Regions from separate parts of the Zea mays genome. Here region 2 is linked to region 1. A link is a contact called in public Hi-C data. All regions are on one chromosome and are shown on one strand. Each heading gives the region's core, a stretch centred on a gene start, on an enhancer-like site or on the middle of the called end of the contact. The rest is flanking DNA. Distances are from core to core; before and after follow the strand shown.

Evidence for each region. A called contact is a pair of places that touch in the nucleus more often than the background predicts.
Region 2: a contact with region 1 is called in a Hi-C map of ear, with 3 times the contacts expected there. The contact joins the promoter of LOC100277486 here to the promoter of LOC100304368 in region 1. A contact is called at or near these places in 2 of 25 Hi-C or Micro-C datasets (ear and tassel).

Annotation. Positions count from the first base shown.
Region 1 is chr2:235,242,659-235,246,657 of Zm-B73-REFERENCE-NAM-5.0, reverse strand. It overlaps LOC100304368 (Thioredoxin domain-containing protein PLP3B), which reads right to left and starts at 2,556. Exons shown (of 8, transcript NM_001165806.1): 1 at 2,388-2,556; 2 at 1,019-1,093; 3 at 861-908; 4 at 638-780; 5 at 477-549; 6 at 333-394; 7 at 126-223; 8 at 1-45. The coding sequence starts at 2,471. LOC100282791 reads right to left here. Exons shown (of 7, transcript NM_001155697.2): 7 at 3,509-3,837. The coding sequence ends at 3,736.
Region 2 is chr2:236,085,111-236,088,990 of Zm-B73-REFERENCE-NAM-5.0, reverse strand. It overlaps LOC100277486, which reads left to right and starts at 2,327. Exons shown (of 11, transcript NM_001365993.1): 1 at 2,327-2,538; 2 at 2,886-2,953. The coding sequence starts at 2,483. It overlaps LOC103649448, which reads left to right. Exons shown (of 3, transcript XM_008673715.2): 3 at 1-22. The coding sequence ends at 22.

The DNA of each region.
Region 1 (3,999 bases), core at 1,307-3,806:
CTTCATCATCATCATCGTCATCTTTCTTCTTCTCATCGATTATCCCTATAATTTGTTTTTGGTTGTTAACACATTTGTCATAACAAAAAAAATGTCAAGTACTGACAGATACTTTTTATGGATACCTTTCATCTTGAGAATGTTTTCCAACGCTCTTGTTGAAAAATCGTCTTTACTTCCGAGATCTTGAAACCCAACTAACCGGTCAACAGCAATACCCTTCCTGAAATAGGACAGGGATGATAGTATGGTGAAGTAGGAAGATTGCAGGGTACCAAACAGCAAAAAACATTGTCAAATAGGTAGGAGTAATGAATAACTTGTACACTTACTTGAACAATATTACACATGGCAAGGTTTTGATTGCCAGTTTGGCTACAAAGAATGGAGCATTCTGCAGTTAATTATAGATGACATTAGGCTTCATAATTATTAAAACAAAGTAATTTATAGCCAAGTGGTAGTCGTAAACACACTTCAGCATCAAGCTTGATGAATTTTGTTCCCACATAGACAGGAGCAAGGGCCTTCAAATGCTTATCCATGATCCTAGCAAATATCCACAGAAAATATTTCCATAAGTACCAACAACAAAAATAATATCTCAAGAAAACAAGAAAGACAAGTTATGGCATACTTGCAACGGTAAAATTCACGGTGATAGAAATGACATATGACTCTTTCACTGCCAGTAACCTCCCCAAGGAAGTCCCCTTCAATTACCTCCCTGTATTCACCGTGACCTTGCCTTTTTAGCACTTCACGCTTCTCAACCTCTTTCTGTTGCACAGAGAGCTTTCAGGAATAAAAAGAATATAACGCTTGCATAAGCTTCATAAGTGAAAGATGAAGATCAGTACCTTAAGGGCAGCAATTCTCTCCGCGTGCAACTTCTCAAGTTCAGGGTCCTGGTGAAAAGTTCCATGAATTTGACAACCCACGATATAACACATACTATTTGCACACAAATAAGGCAAATTCAAGGGAAAAAGTAAATAAACTTTTTTCTTCGACTCACATCCATCAACTCATCAAGATCAACTTCATCATGGCTTGCAGGTGCTGCTTGAGCCTTGTCTTTAGCCACCATTTCCTAAGATCATGTGCGGCAATGTCAGCATGACAAAATTAAAATCCATAATGGAACACATAGAAAACATGCTCCGTTTACAATGTCAGAAGTGAAATTCAAAGGTAAAAAAAGGAAGAAACATTTAATATCTATACCATAATGGAATGTAAAAACTACTGAAAATGGTAGAAACAAGATGGGGAGTCTGCCAACCACTGTAAAATGACGGAAACAAAGCAATGATACAACAAACAAAGAATTAATGCGGGTTCACAGGATCAACAAAAAATGTCCAAAAAAACAAAATTGATAAATGATTTTTCCATGATAGTCAGGCAATGCTGTATGCAGGAGTCAATCAATCCATCTTTTGCCATATAGCATACAAAAAAACTTAAATTTTACCAATCCATGGTGACAGTGGTGAGAAGCCTTTACACTGAGCCTAAAGGTCCTAGGTTCGACGCAGCCTCAGAAGTAAGGCTTGCCTTGGTTATTCCTTCCCCATACCACACTCATGTGGGAGCCGCTAGCATGGATCTGTCTTCTTTTTTTTTTTTTTTTGTCCATGGTCCTCCAACAAGCTAGGAGTTCTAAATTTTATCAATTTCAAACAATTCCTAGCTCATGCTCACTGCTGAAATAAGGCCTTTAACTAAAAAACCACTGCCATACACAAACCACCTGAGACAATGCAAAGTGTCACATGTACCTATAAGATCTTCTTTAGCGGATCGAGAACTCAAGAAGAGTTATTTGAATACCCGGCTCGCGATACAACTCTCATCCCAAGAGAGAGGAAAATTCAGTTACTTATTCCCGAAGCACACTCCACTCCGCACCGCACAAAATCCAGTACATCCAGCTACACAAAACTCGTTTGCACAGAGCCATCATAGTTTGTTCACGAGAAGTACTTGTGCACCAAGCACCATCACTCTATCGAACGCCTGAAACGCAATAGGTTCTGGATTGATCGTGCCCATTCCATTACTCCCATGGATCACATCCCCACTACACTCTCGAACACAACACCACATTACATTCGAACTAGCAACCAGGTCCTGACACTCGAGCAAACATGCAAGCGTTCCCAGAGGTGCAATTCAGCACCTCCGGGGCGTAGTCAGTAGCTAATATTCCGACCAGAAAACCTAGTCTGAATCAAACTCCGCGTACGCGCACGCCAGCCCTGAGATCCTGCGCGCGGGCACTAGCCACCTCCTAGTCAAACTCCGCGATCCAATAGCGGTATCAAAGGCAGAGCTGCGGCAGCGTAAGGCGGCGCCGGAATATTGGGGAAGAAGTCGGTCACCTTCTGGAGGTCGCGGGCGGCGGCGGCGATGACGTTGCCGAAGGCAAGGTTAGAGAGCGTCGACTTCACTGCGTCCGGATCCATCTCCGCTGCCTCCTGCTAATGCTCCTTCTCGAGCAGGCGTCTCCCTCCGCCGCCGCACCGGCTCGCCGGATTTGCTCTGTTTTCGTGAAGGAAAAGCGAAGCGAAGTGAGCTAGGCCTCGGTGGCTGGCAAGCTCTTCAAGTCGCTGGAAATGGGCCCACCAGACCGAAGTATTAAGCCCAACAGGCCCGCTTCCGAAGTTGAATTGAAAGAACCTGGGCAGTTCGCCTTGTAACTTTGTAAGTGATAAATCTTTACAGTTTTCTACTTTTTGGGGAAAGAAATCGGACGGCTGAATAATTTCGTTCTCTTTTCTATATGCCACTATATAATCCATATGTTTATATTTTACGAAACTCACTCAACCAAATCACCTCCACACAAAACCTCCACTAAACCACTAACTAAATTGCATCCAAACTTAACACATCATCAAAACAAACGATTTAGATAGCTGGATAACTCTCTCTTACTCACTTAAATTTAATAATATTATTTATATCATTCATCATCTCTCCCGCGACCCTCCCCCCTCCGCCCCTAGCATCCACATCTCCCTCATGCCCAGCCCCCAGCCCCTAGCATTCTCATCTCTCTCGTGTCATCACCGCCGTCAACTCCTCTCGCATTGTCGTCATCAACGCCTCATGAGAATCATAGCGTTAGAACCGCCTGCCCCTCCTTAGAATCGTATCATTAGCATGAGTTATATACTATCTAAAATATAAAGAAGTTAGTTTTATCCTATATCAAACTATAGTGATTAAAATTTGAGGGTTTGGTTGGAGCTGCCCTTACTCTCTCGAGCCCATAATATTTGTTGACTTTAGCACAGTAAAGATATATGGTAGACAAAACATAGAAATATATTAGAAAAAAAGAAAAGAAAAGAAAAGGTATATTGAAAAACAGCTATTTTAAAATTTTAATATTTGAACGTCAATATTTTTGGAGTATAGAATTCGATGAATCCCCGTTGTCAATTGTTATTCTGAATGAGGGAGGATAGGCCGATAGGCTGATACGCGAATTTAAACATGACAAAGTCACTTGGAGAGGTGAGAAGCCACGCAGACTTCGTAAAGTACGTGATTTCACTTGGTATAAAACTTTTTGGTTGTCAGGAAGAAACTGTTGCCATTACAATGTACAAAAAAAGAAGATATCAATATTGCCACATTTCAACGCAGTATGCCTGACTTCCTGCTTTTGTATCGCCTCCTGTACAGCTGGGTAGGGTAATGCCACGCCGAGTACCCTAGCTATTATAGAAGCCCCAGAGACCTCAGCTGGCTGATGTGCTCTGCAGGGAGCGGCGGCGGACACCAGTCTGTGCGCTCGCCATCGACATCCTCTACGACATACTCCTGGACGTATGACAGCAAACATGAATACACCACCATGACAGCAATGGGTAAATACCCACCGGGTATTACAACCCCATACTCATACCCACGACACAAAAATAACCCCATCGGGTCACCCATATACACTGGCGGGTATGGATTTACCCCCATACCCATACCCAT
Region 2 (3,880 bases), core at 1,078-3,577, 840 kb before region 1:
AGACACCGATGACACCTACTGATCGCTCCTGCATGCAGCTCAGCAGCTGCTCAGTCATGGTGTCCAATCCTTGTGCTGCAGACATGGTGCCACCGAGCGCCCGAGCTTAACCCGTGTGTGTGATGACGGATGTTGTATTGCACTCTTTACTCTGTCTGTATAATAAAAGTCTGTACAGCGCTGTACAATTGCATATTGCCTTGTACAGATAAACTAGCGTGCAGCGATATACTCCGTCCCAAATTCTATGTTCCAAAACGGTTTAAATAATTATATTTTTTAGAGAGATCAAAGTAGTTTTAAGTATGATTAAATTTATATAATAAAATAATACTAATTATGATACCAAATAAGTATCATGGATATTTAAGTATGATAAATTTATAAATAATATTACATTATAATCAGCTACTACAGAAAATTAAAGATAAAACGAAGCGCCGATCATGACAGAAGCCAAAATATATTATAGAGAGGTCATATCGCGGATGGCGTCGAGGGCCAGAACGCGACGCCGAGGCTTCTTTCGTGCTTGAGCGGCAGGAGCGAGGCCCACGAAACGGACAGTATGGACGCCCTCGTTCCACTCTTATGTTATTTTATATCTTAGAATGTGAATACTTATGTTTTTCTATAATAATCATGTGTCATTTTCACTATCTTAGGAAATTTGGATCTATGTTCGCCTCATTTCTTGGACCCATCTTTGCAGCTCTATATCTGTTTCAGACTACGTTAGGTTATTATGTGTTTCCGTTGCAACGCACGGGCATCCACCTAGTTAAAGAGAAGAAAGAACCTTACACAAAAGCTGAGAGGGAACCAGACCATGCGTGTTATCATCTTTGAGGTTATTCACTTCAAATTAAAGCTAGTTGTTTAGACTGTTGCAGCTGCAATCGAAAGACAAAACATTGTAAAAGCAGTAGAAATCAGTACGAATTAAAGCTAAGCAAACGTGCTATTTTACTGCTTCCTTATGCTTTCAGACAAAGTCAATCCATGCCATTGGTCACATTTCTCATGGTTGCTTAACGATTATATTACCATTTCTAGGGATGGCAATGGGTAAGGTACCTAAATAGGACACAAAGCCATACACATATCCACTATAGAAAAAATGCCTCGTACCTATACCCACTATCCATCATAGGTACAAAATTACGCTATACCCTACCCAATATGGGTAGCGGGTATCCATACTCAGTAACATTATAGTACACAAGATCATTTTGAATCGCAAAAGTAACTACCAAATACAAAATGTTGAAACCTCATACCTTATCAATGTTGAAAGATGCCAAAATAACATATTATCTTATGTTACCATGATAAATTTATTGAACCCAACATAATTTTATCAAGTGGTCAACAACATTTAGCATTAAATGGCAATACCATACAAGCCTATGCATGAGAGAGAATAAGTCCCTTAATCCAAACCCACATGTCATATGCTAGCGAGTTTTCTATCGGGTAGCGGTTATAAGGCAAGAGAGAACATACTCATGCCCACTATATTCGATTAGTATAACAAATGACCCAATAAAATAACCATGTGTATCAAAATTTGCCATAACCATGTCCTAATATAGTTTTTACCCATCGGGTATCGGGTACCCATTGCTATCACTAACCATTTCTATATATTTGTATGATCGTATCAGCAATCTTCTATATCTATGTGAACATATCGTCACCTTATATCGCCAACAATTTACTAGTCCGCTTATATGTTCTAACCAAATGTCCTTAATAGACTTTTTTTATTTTATATAACAAGTATATTATATACTGTGTTAATGCTACGATTTCAGGAGGGAAGGAGAGGAGTCGATGGTGACGACGACGTGAGTGAGAGGAGTGGGAGGGAGGGACGCTGTAGCGGAAGAGGAGGGACGAAAGACGATAAATGATTTAAATAATATTGCCTATTAGATTTGAGTAAGAGAGATAAATTTATCTAGTGATTTAAACTGTTGTTTTTTTATAGTGTGTTAAGTTTGAATACAATTTATTTGATGAATTTAGTTGAATGTTATATATAGCAGATATATTTAATTTTCGTCTCTGGTAGTGCCAGAAAAAAGAACGGAAAACATATGTTCTACACGATACAACATTTTGACCCAGTCCTCCACCAACCGACTCTCTAGTCTCTACATCAAACATCACAAAGTGGGCCAAAATGGGCCACACCGGACGCATCAGGCATTAAGCGTGGTAACACCAGGCTCCGGCCCACGGGCCACCTAGTCCCGTCCTTCTTCTGCCTCCACTACGCTCAGGCGGTCAGGCCAGGCCCGGGAGGTGCGCCACGACCTGACCGACGCCGCCGCACCAGGCGCTCGATTCCCAGCCGCCCCCAAAAACCCGGCGCAGATCCTAGCGGTGCGGCGGCCGGAGCTGGTGCTCCAGCGCCCTTCGCGGCTGCCCAGGGGTGGGGCGAGGCTGACGCGCAGCGGGCGGGCGAGCGATTGCGATGGCGTCGCTAGGGCGGCTCAAATCCGCCATCTTCGATAGGGAGGAGAGGAAGATGTAAGCCTTTCGTGTATCTTTTGGTGCGTTTGTTTCTTAGGTAGATTCCTGCGGCTCAATCTGGATAGAGAAACCCTAGCCTCTATCACGGCTGTTGAAGAGCTATATTTTATATGGTTCCAGCACTCTTTGGGCCTCAACCGTTGAAAAATGTAAAACTATTACTGGGTCCACGAACCCCAATAGTTTACTTATCTGTCTGCAATTGCTTTGCAGTAGTTACTAGTTAGTGTAGGCTAGTGCAGTAATTGAAGGCGGGAATCACGGGCTCTTACTTCAGTATACTCTTCCGGTGTTTGTGCTGACTGTGGTCTCAATAAGCTGAACGTGGGTTTTGATGGATGCAGGCAGTACCAATCGCACATCCGCGGGCTCAATGCCTATGATCGCCATAAGAAGTTCATGAAGGATTATGGTATGACCTTTTCCTGCAGTTTTTTTTCTGGCAAAAACATGTCAACGCAGTCTTTCCCCTCCATTCTTCAATGATTCATTTGGGAACTGTGTACCTTAATAAGGTATTATCTGTTGTGAAATAAATGGTTCCAGAATAGAATAACATGGTGATAGAATAATGGGATGTGCAAACCAAAGTATAACTGGTAAATTGAAGGGAACATCTATAACTTGCAGTTCTTCTGTTACAGTATGCGTGGGCACATACAAGATACCCGTGATGCTCGAAAGTATATGCCACAAGCTGCTCGCACTTCTGTTATTACTAATTACCTCAAATGGTGCATTATGCATGGATCAGAGCAACCAACACACAAAATCTTATTGTATTCCCTTTATAGGTTTCTCCTTTTGATCACAACCATTCAACGTGTTGGTGTGCCTGGTTTCGGCATTGCTTTAAGTTTGATATATTGGTACCTTGTCCCACTGCAAATGTGTGGGCAGATTTTATTTGCTCTTTCATGGTGAAGAGGAAACTGGGGCAGTGGCATATAATGAGTTATTTATTGTCTTAGCCTTGGTTTCCAAAATAAACTGAATGGTGAACAGTCCCCTCTACATTAGAAAGAATTGGGGGCTACCTTCATTCATACATGGATTATGTATTTCTAAATATAACATGGCAGTTAGCTTAATGCAGAATATTCTAATGTGGATTTTTCTTTACATGGGATTTAAGCCCTGGCCTCCAACCTGGTACAATGTTACTTTTCTGCCCAATGCCATCCCATGGATAGATCACAAATTCACAGAATGAACCTTTCGTTGTGAGAAGGAAACTAAGATAGTGGCATGTACTGAGCTATTTATTTGCTTACTCTTAGTTTCCAAAAGAAATAGGATGATGGACAGTCCCCTCTATTGTAGAAGAATTGGGGTCTAC